Regions from separate parts of the Gossypium hirsutum genome. Here region 1 is linked to region 2. The links are chromatin contacts, called in public Hi-C maps. All regions are on one chromosome and are shown on one strand. The core of a region is the stretch at or near the end of the contact, and the rest is flanking DNA. Distances in the headings are between cores, read along the strand shown.

What was found. Hi-C and Micro-C count contacts between places; a contact is called where the count stands out from the background.
Region 1: a Hi-C map of leaf shows a contact between it and region 2, with 5 times the contacts expected there. The contact joins two enhancer-like sites. A contact is called at or near these places in 6 of 34 Hi-C or Micro-C datasets (hypocotyl, leaf and petal).

What each region holds. Positions count from the first base shown.
Region 1 is chrA08:93,673,161-93,676,727 of Gossypium_hirsutum_v2.1, reverse strand. It overlaps the pseudogene LOC107940489. Among protein-coding and RNA genes, the nearest start is that of LOC121205267, 52 kb to the right of the region's middle. Within about 2 kb of position 2,192, at least 3 of the 9 cell types and tissues checked have an H3K27ac peak or open chromatin away from gene starts, as enhancers often do. A contact at or near this core is called in hypocotyl and leaf, where this site is marked.
Region 2 is chrA08:93,153,724-93,157,172 of Gossypium_hirsutum_v2.1, reverse strand. LOC107947922 (protein TRANSPORT INHIBITOR RESPONSE 1) reads right to left here. Exons shown (of 3, transcript XM_016882423.2): 3 at 2,342-3,449. The coding sequence ends at 2,827. It overlaps LOC107947935 (zinc finger protein CONSTANS-LIKE 13), which reads left to right. Exons shown (of 5, transcript XM_016882437.2): 3 at 183-454; 4 at 724-802; 5 at 1,803-2,141. The coding sequence ends at 1,856. Among protein-coding and RNA genes, the nearest start is that of LOC107947922, 4.0 kb to the right of the region's middle. Within about 2 kb of position 2,017, at least 3 of the 9 cell types and tissues checked have an H3K27ac peak or open chromatin away from gene starts, as enhancers often do. A contact at or near this core is called in hypocotyl and leaf, where this site is marked.

The DNA of each region.
Region 1 (3,567 bases), core at 943-3,442, 520 kb before region 2:
GATGAATTTACTAACTAAATTAATTAAAATAAATCTAAGTATGCAGATAAAATGTATCACAGAATAATTAAGCAAGCAAGTTTTTAAGAGTAAATCACAATGACATGCATGTGCTAGAATAATTACTCTTCCTCACTTAGAATTATTAAGACAATGTTAAATGATATTACAGAGATTCCATGGCAAAATTAATAATTTACTAATCCTAATTGCTAAAGTTATAATATTATACTTAGTTTCTCTAGCATATTTTTATATTTAATCAACTTTACAATTTCATAAGTACACATCATAAAGGAATTATGCAAGGTAACAATATTGTCTAATATTGTTACTAACTCAATCATTAAATGAACAAACATGCACCATTCAAATATTGTGTCAATTAATTACAATCTTGTTTAGATTAAATAAATAATTCAACTGCTTCCCTATAGTCATAATGCATGAGAAACATGTTCATAATTTTATTTGAATGAGTAAATTAATCAAATGCACAGAACATTTTCAACAGAGTAAATAATTTAAGCTAAGGAATTGAAATCATTTTAACACTAAAAAAATTAAGCAATCGTGATTACATTAAAAGCAGAAAACTTAAGTTGCAATCATATTTCTTGAATTGAACAAAAAATAAAAGATTAAAGGGAACGAGAATAATTACTAAGCTGATTCCAGTGGATTTCTATGGCACATCTCACTTTGCTCCTCCTTTCTTCTCTTCTTGTCGTGACTACTAAGCTCAAATTCTCAATATTGATGAAAATTGACTGCTCTTAAAATCTTTCAATGCTCTTTTAAGTGTGAGGGTGAGCAAAATTCGATTTGACTCAAAAAAATCGAAAAAAAGTTCGAATTTTGAATCATTTGAATCGAATTAATCAGATTAATTCGAATTTATTTTTCAAATTTCGAGTTAAATTTTTAAATTCGAGTAACCCGAATAATTCGAATAAACTAAATATCAAATATTTTACTTCCTTTTCCCCTCAAACCCCATCTCAAAAGTCACACCTTTTTACTTTCCCCCCAAAATTTTACATCCCCAAACGCCAAAAACCATTTTCCTTTTACTTTCTCCAATACTTTCGTCTCAAAAATTTTACTTCCCTCAAACTCTTAAATTTTTTACTCCTCTTAACCTCCCAAAACTTTTTCCCCTTTTGCTTTTCCTCAAAACTTTTACTTCCTCCTAAACCCCAATTTTTTTTCAAATTTATGTCTATTACTTATATTATTGAATTAAATTTCACATTTTTTTACTATTTATATTATTGAATTGTTTAATCATGCTAAATTTTTATCAATTTCTGTAAAAAATTGAATTATTGATGATGACATAAAATATTCAGTTAATTTTTTTTTGTATCAATTTCATATTTTATTTTTAAATAAATTTTATTAAAAAAACACGTTTTTTATATTTAATATATTTTTTAATTTTCAAATACATGATAACCAGAATCAGAAAATAATTGAAGCAACTAAGTAAGCAAAAAAGTTAACCTGTATATAAAATATTAATAAATAAATTATGAGTGGGTGAAAGCTAATAACAAATTTGATTACGGTAGGCAAATTTGATTATGGTAGGTGAAAGTAGCTACAAGAACCCAAAGTTATTTTTTAATTTTCGAACAAATATATTCGATTCGATTTGATTTGAATTTCATCTCACTCAACTTGATTAAAAAAAATTCAAATCGAGTTAGGATGATAAAATAAGATTTATCAACTCAATTAACTCGAATTTTTTTCATTCGATTCGATCAAACGCTCAAACTTACTTAAGTGGAGTGAAAAATAGGAGAAAAGATGATGAATGGTGGATGATTGAGTGATTGATGAAAGACTTCTTATTTATACTAGAAACGCTCCAACATCCCCTAGCTATTTTTAGCCCCAAATCCCTTGATTTTCTCTCTAGAGGTGGCCGAAGGTGGGTGGACGATCATGCTGTTTTGGGAAGGATGTTAATTGATTTATGCTTGATTCAAGGGAAGAGTTGCTTGATTCCCTCATGGTTGATTGGTGGTTGAATTGGTTGATTACCAAGTTTTCATGGACAGTTTGGGCTCATTCCTTCCGAATGGACGATTTGGGCTCTTTCGATCTTGTTGGGTTATCCAGTTTTGTTGACCCACTTAGGAGCTGGGTCAAGAGTTGGGTCAAGAGGAATTCTAAAGTCCAATTATTATAATTGGGGCATCCAAGGATGGTAATATATCAGTCCACATCGTGTAGGTCCTTTGCTACATAGACGTTGCAGCGTTAGGCATCAAAGTGTGCATTTCAATCCCTTTCCTCTTCTGAGTTTATTAGGCACTTTTAGGACTGAAAATCAATTTTAGCATATAAATTAACAAAAATGAATTATTTCAAATAAATTGAACAATAAATAGAAATTAAAAAATTACTGTAGAATTTGTTATTAGACACCCCGAACTTGAATGAATTTGAAAGTAAATAGATCTTAAAATAACTATATTTTGGAGTTATCAATTGATCAAGTAAGAGGTGAAATACATGAATTTTGTTTGATGTGTGAAAGTTGTCAGTAAGATAGTAGAATAGAAGTTGTGTGAATTGTCTTTAGGCGCAATAATGTGAGGCAAGTTAACGTACAGTTTCTATGAATACAGCTCTATAATTCCGAGAGCATTCTAATTATAGCTGTTTATCCTTTGTGTAGAAAGTGCAACACGAGTTGTTGGTTGTATACGTTAACCAGCTACTTGAAAAGGAGGATTCAGGGATCAAGGTTTTGTTTAGAGATGATAAGGTAAAATTTGCTCAACCTTGTCTCTTTGCAAGAAATGTTTACTCTTCTCGCTGTTTATTTCGGTAACTGTGTAGATCAGGAAATTACTTGGCTTACTTTATGCTCTGTAGGTGGATGATCTTTCTAGGACGTACAGGGTTTATAATAAAATATCTCAAGGCCTGGATCTTGTTGCTAATGTATTCAAGCAGGTATGAATTTCTGTTTACTTGTTCTGCAAGCTAAATGACCGTCTTTTCATGTTACTTCACAGCTTTACTGACTCTTTCTGAGTTTTTTTTTTTCTTTTGCAGCATGTTACTATTGAGGGTACAGCCTTTGTTCAACAGGCAGAAGAGGCTGCAAGTAACCAGGTTAATTTGTTGTTGCCCTTCTCTTATAGTTACAAGTATAATTGCTGGATACAATTACTGATGTCGTTTTGTAGTAAGGATTACTGAAGATTTGTATTCTTGTGAGGATATCAAATCTATTCTTTTGTACTAACATATTGAGTGCAAAACAGGAAGAGTAATGTTTAAGCATAAACCTGGCTCTCTTTTTTTTATCTATTATTTTGTTTATGCACCTGAGTGAAAAATGGATGATACATAATTTATTGTTTCGACTACTCAACGTGCCCATCTCTAAATGCTGATAGTCAATCATTTTCACAGGCCTCAAATACTCCTAGCGGGCACGAACAGGTAAAATTTCCAACTTTTAAGCTATGGATACTCATGGATTCACTTCAGATGTTGAAAATTAATATTGTTATCATCATCGTCAGGTTCTTGTAAAGAATA
Region 2 (3,449 bases), core at 768-3,267:
GGCATGCATTCGGGTCAGATTAAGCTATAAAGGATCGGTGAACATGCTCTGCCACTTAAGATCCATCATATATTCAGGTTGAAGCCTGATATGGCTTGAAGTTTATGGTGATGATGGATTTCAGCATTTAATCTTCTGTGATAGTGAAAACAGAACAGCTAATCTAGTTTCTCTTGATGCAGACAAGTCCGTTACAGTGCTTGAAATTCAATGATAATGTTGAGATCACCAATCAAGCACTCCTATATACCGAGGAAAATGCTAGGGTTGCTAATACACATGTAGATTGTAGCAGGAATATAGATGTGAATGATGGCCCTGAAGACCAACAAATGAAACCTCAAACTGGTGTAGGAACCATATCAGCACTTCCAAAGGTTTCTGTCCATGAGTTAAATAGCCAGGAGAGAGAGACTGCAATCTCACGTTACAAGGAGAAAAAGAAAACAAGGAGGTATTTTTTGCTTCACTACGTTCCTTACCACTGATATCATTAACCTTTATTAGTAAGTAGCTGCGTTACTCGAAATTGGGTGTGAGTACCTGACATAGGTATTGAATATGCTTTTTGTCATGCATACTCATATCCAGAGTCTAGGAAACATAACCCAACACATACATTTTTATTGTATTTCATAAAGAAATGTTACATACACATAAAAACCTTACATATGATGAATGTGTTTGGTTGAGCAAAACACTGTTTATGTGAAAACATTACAGATATGATAAGCACGTAAGGTATGAATCAAGAAAAGCTCGAGCTGAAAGCAGGACAAGAATTAAAGGCCGTTTCGCAAAGGTAAAGCATTGAAAACCTTTGTGGTAAACTTGGGTTAGCTTTTTTGTTACTAGAAAATGTTTTTCCCTTCTGTAGTTGTTCTTCCTTAAGCCAAAGCTTTAGGGTATATACCAGGTTGGTTTTTTACTTGTAGAGTTTAGCTTTTGTACATGTTATTTTGATTTGTAGAACTTTATATATAAATACTTGAAAGCTGAAAATTCGAAAAATATATCATTGTATATCGCTGTGTGCCCTTGTTTGACTTTGTAAGCTGATAGATTGTGCAGGAAATTAAAAAAATAAAAAAAATAATTGAAATTACAATTTTTTGAGGATTTAGACATAAAATCTGGAAAAATAGTTTTTTATTTTTTTTTGGATGAGGGTATCCCAGAACGAATTCGAAATTCGATTTCAACTAAAATTATCACGGATCGAATTCAAAATTTGATTTCAACTAAAATTTTATGTGAATATAAATCTTTTATCATTATAGCAGGAGAAATTAATAGTTGATATGTAAAGAATTGGATTAGATCTCCTACAAACATCCAACAGTTGCATGGTATAATCTCATCAATCCGACAGTAGTAGTTGCTATAGGTTGGAGACACTAAAGGCATTAGTTCTAGGTACCTTGAGATTCATTCGATATTTCTTTACTCTACTCAAATTCAGTATTGTCCACCATCAGTAGTTTAAACCTTTAAACTATTATATTTTTTTATACTTTCTTCTTACGTATATTTTTTTTGGAAATACTAATGAATAAAATAAAAAAACAAAGAATAGGAATTTATTTGGATATGACACGTCCCTACTCAAAAACGTAATAATAATTTTTAATATATAAACCAATAAAAAGAGGGCAGGCAACAAAAAGTGATGATAAAAGCATCATTATTGTTATCAGCAATAGCAGTAGTATGTTGCAGAAATATACAAGCCTGTAATGACACCACCAACTTTGATCTTTATTATTTTAATAATAAAGGGGGGGTGGTTTCACTTTTAACAGAACTGTGAGCCCATCATTATAAGCACTGACGCCCATATCCTGGAGGCACTGTAACCTCAAAGAATTTGAACCTCTGCTTATTAATAATGGTGATGGTGATGAGCAGAGAGAATTTTGAAAGAGATGAAATCAGCAGTCAGCGGCAACAATCATAAGTAACAGAGAGAACATTAATGATGAAGCATGATCCCCCCATCCCTTCATAAATTACCCCCCAACGTGTGTGTGTGCCCCCATCATCATCATCTCTTCCTCTAATTGGCCCAATTCTACATACAGCCCCTCTAATATGTATTTACTTTAATTAAAATTAATCCTTCTAAATCTTTTTGTTTTTGCTGTATTTTCACTTGTCTCTAATTCAATCAAATAATTTGATGATTTAAATATAATATTTATCCAATATGCATATACTACATCGCCATATGTTGAATAAGAAATAATATTATTTAATTCGAATATTATTAAAATATATATAACTATTTTAATTTTACCAAAATAAAAAATATCAGACAATAATTAAATTTTAAATGAAAATATCAACGAAATTCTAACAAAAATATTGAAGGTTAATGAATACATCATTTTTTAAGGGTCGAAAATACTTAAGAACCTAAAGCTTTGATACAGAGTCAATGAGGTTAGTCAAGGGACCAAAACATAATTTGAGCATTGAGAGAACAGATAATAATTAAGATTTACTACCCCCAAAAAGATAATACAAATGGCATAAACATCCAACATTACGCATGGCAACTATGGGGAAGAAACAAATAAAATAAAATAAAAACTCTTGATTAATCCACAACTGGAGTTTCCATCTCTTTATTGATCATTGTGTTTCCGATGGCTCCGCCAGCCACTACTAAAACGAAAGGCGATGGAGCTCAAAACCATTTTACACCCTTCAATAAGGTCTGCAATTAGATTAAGCTAAGGGAATAATGAGTAACATAAAGGAGCATGTACCTGATGCATTGATTCTTGAGATTAAAAGAGTTTTTACTAACATGTTGCCTAATTCTCAAGAGAGCTCTGATGCAAAATCTTCGTCCATCGTCCAAACAAATGGAGGCATATCGAACCTCGGCCCGGCAACAGATCTATATATGTAGAGCTTATCGACCGGGTCACTTTCTGCTCTTGAATCTGGAGGTCCCTTCTCGTCCATAACTTCGATATTCAACCTGGGCATCTTTTGACCTAGCATCTTACATGCTCCGAGACTCACAGAGCAAGAAGACATCCAAAGGGATCGCATTGTCTCCAGCTTTGCAGCGTTCGCTAATAGAGCCTTGTCCCCGAAGGGGCAGTTCATAATCTCCAGTTTCCGGAGACTTTCACACCCAGAAAGCACATGATGAAGTGCCAAATCGCTTTCTCCTGCAAAAGCCACAGACAGCATCTCTAGCTTTTTCGCATGCATCCCGATATATTCAAATACACGATCTGTGAGGAGACCAGAGAGGGAAAGGCGTCTCAGATCCTTGCAGTGCTCAACAATGGCTCCAAAACCTACATCAAGTGGCTGAAGGGTCCGGTAGTCGGCTATTTTTGGATCAAGAAGACAAAGACGAAAACGAGTGAAGTTTGGACAGTTCTGAGCAATGGTGACTAAAGCTGCATTAGACATTTGACGGCAAAAGT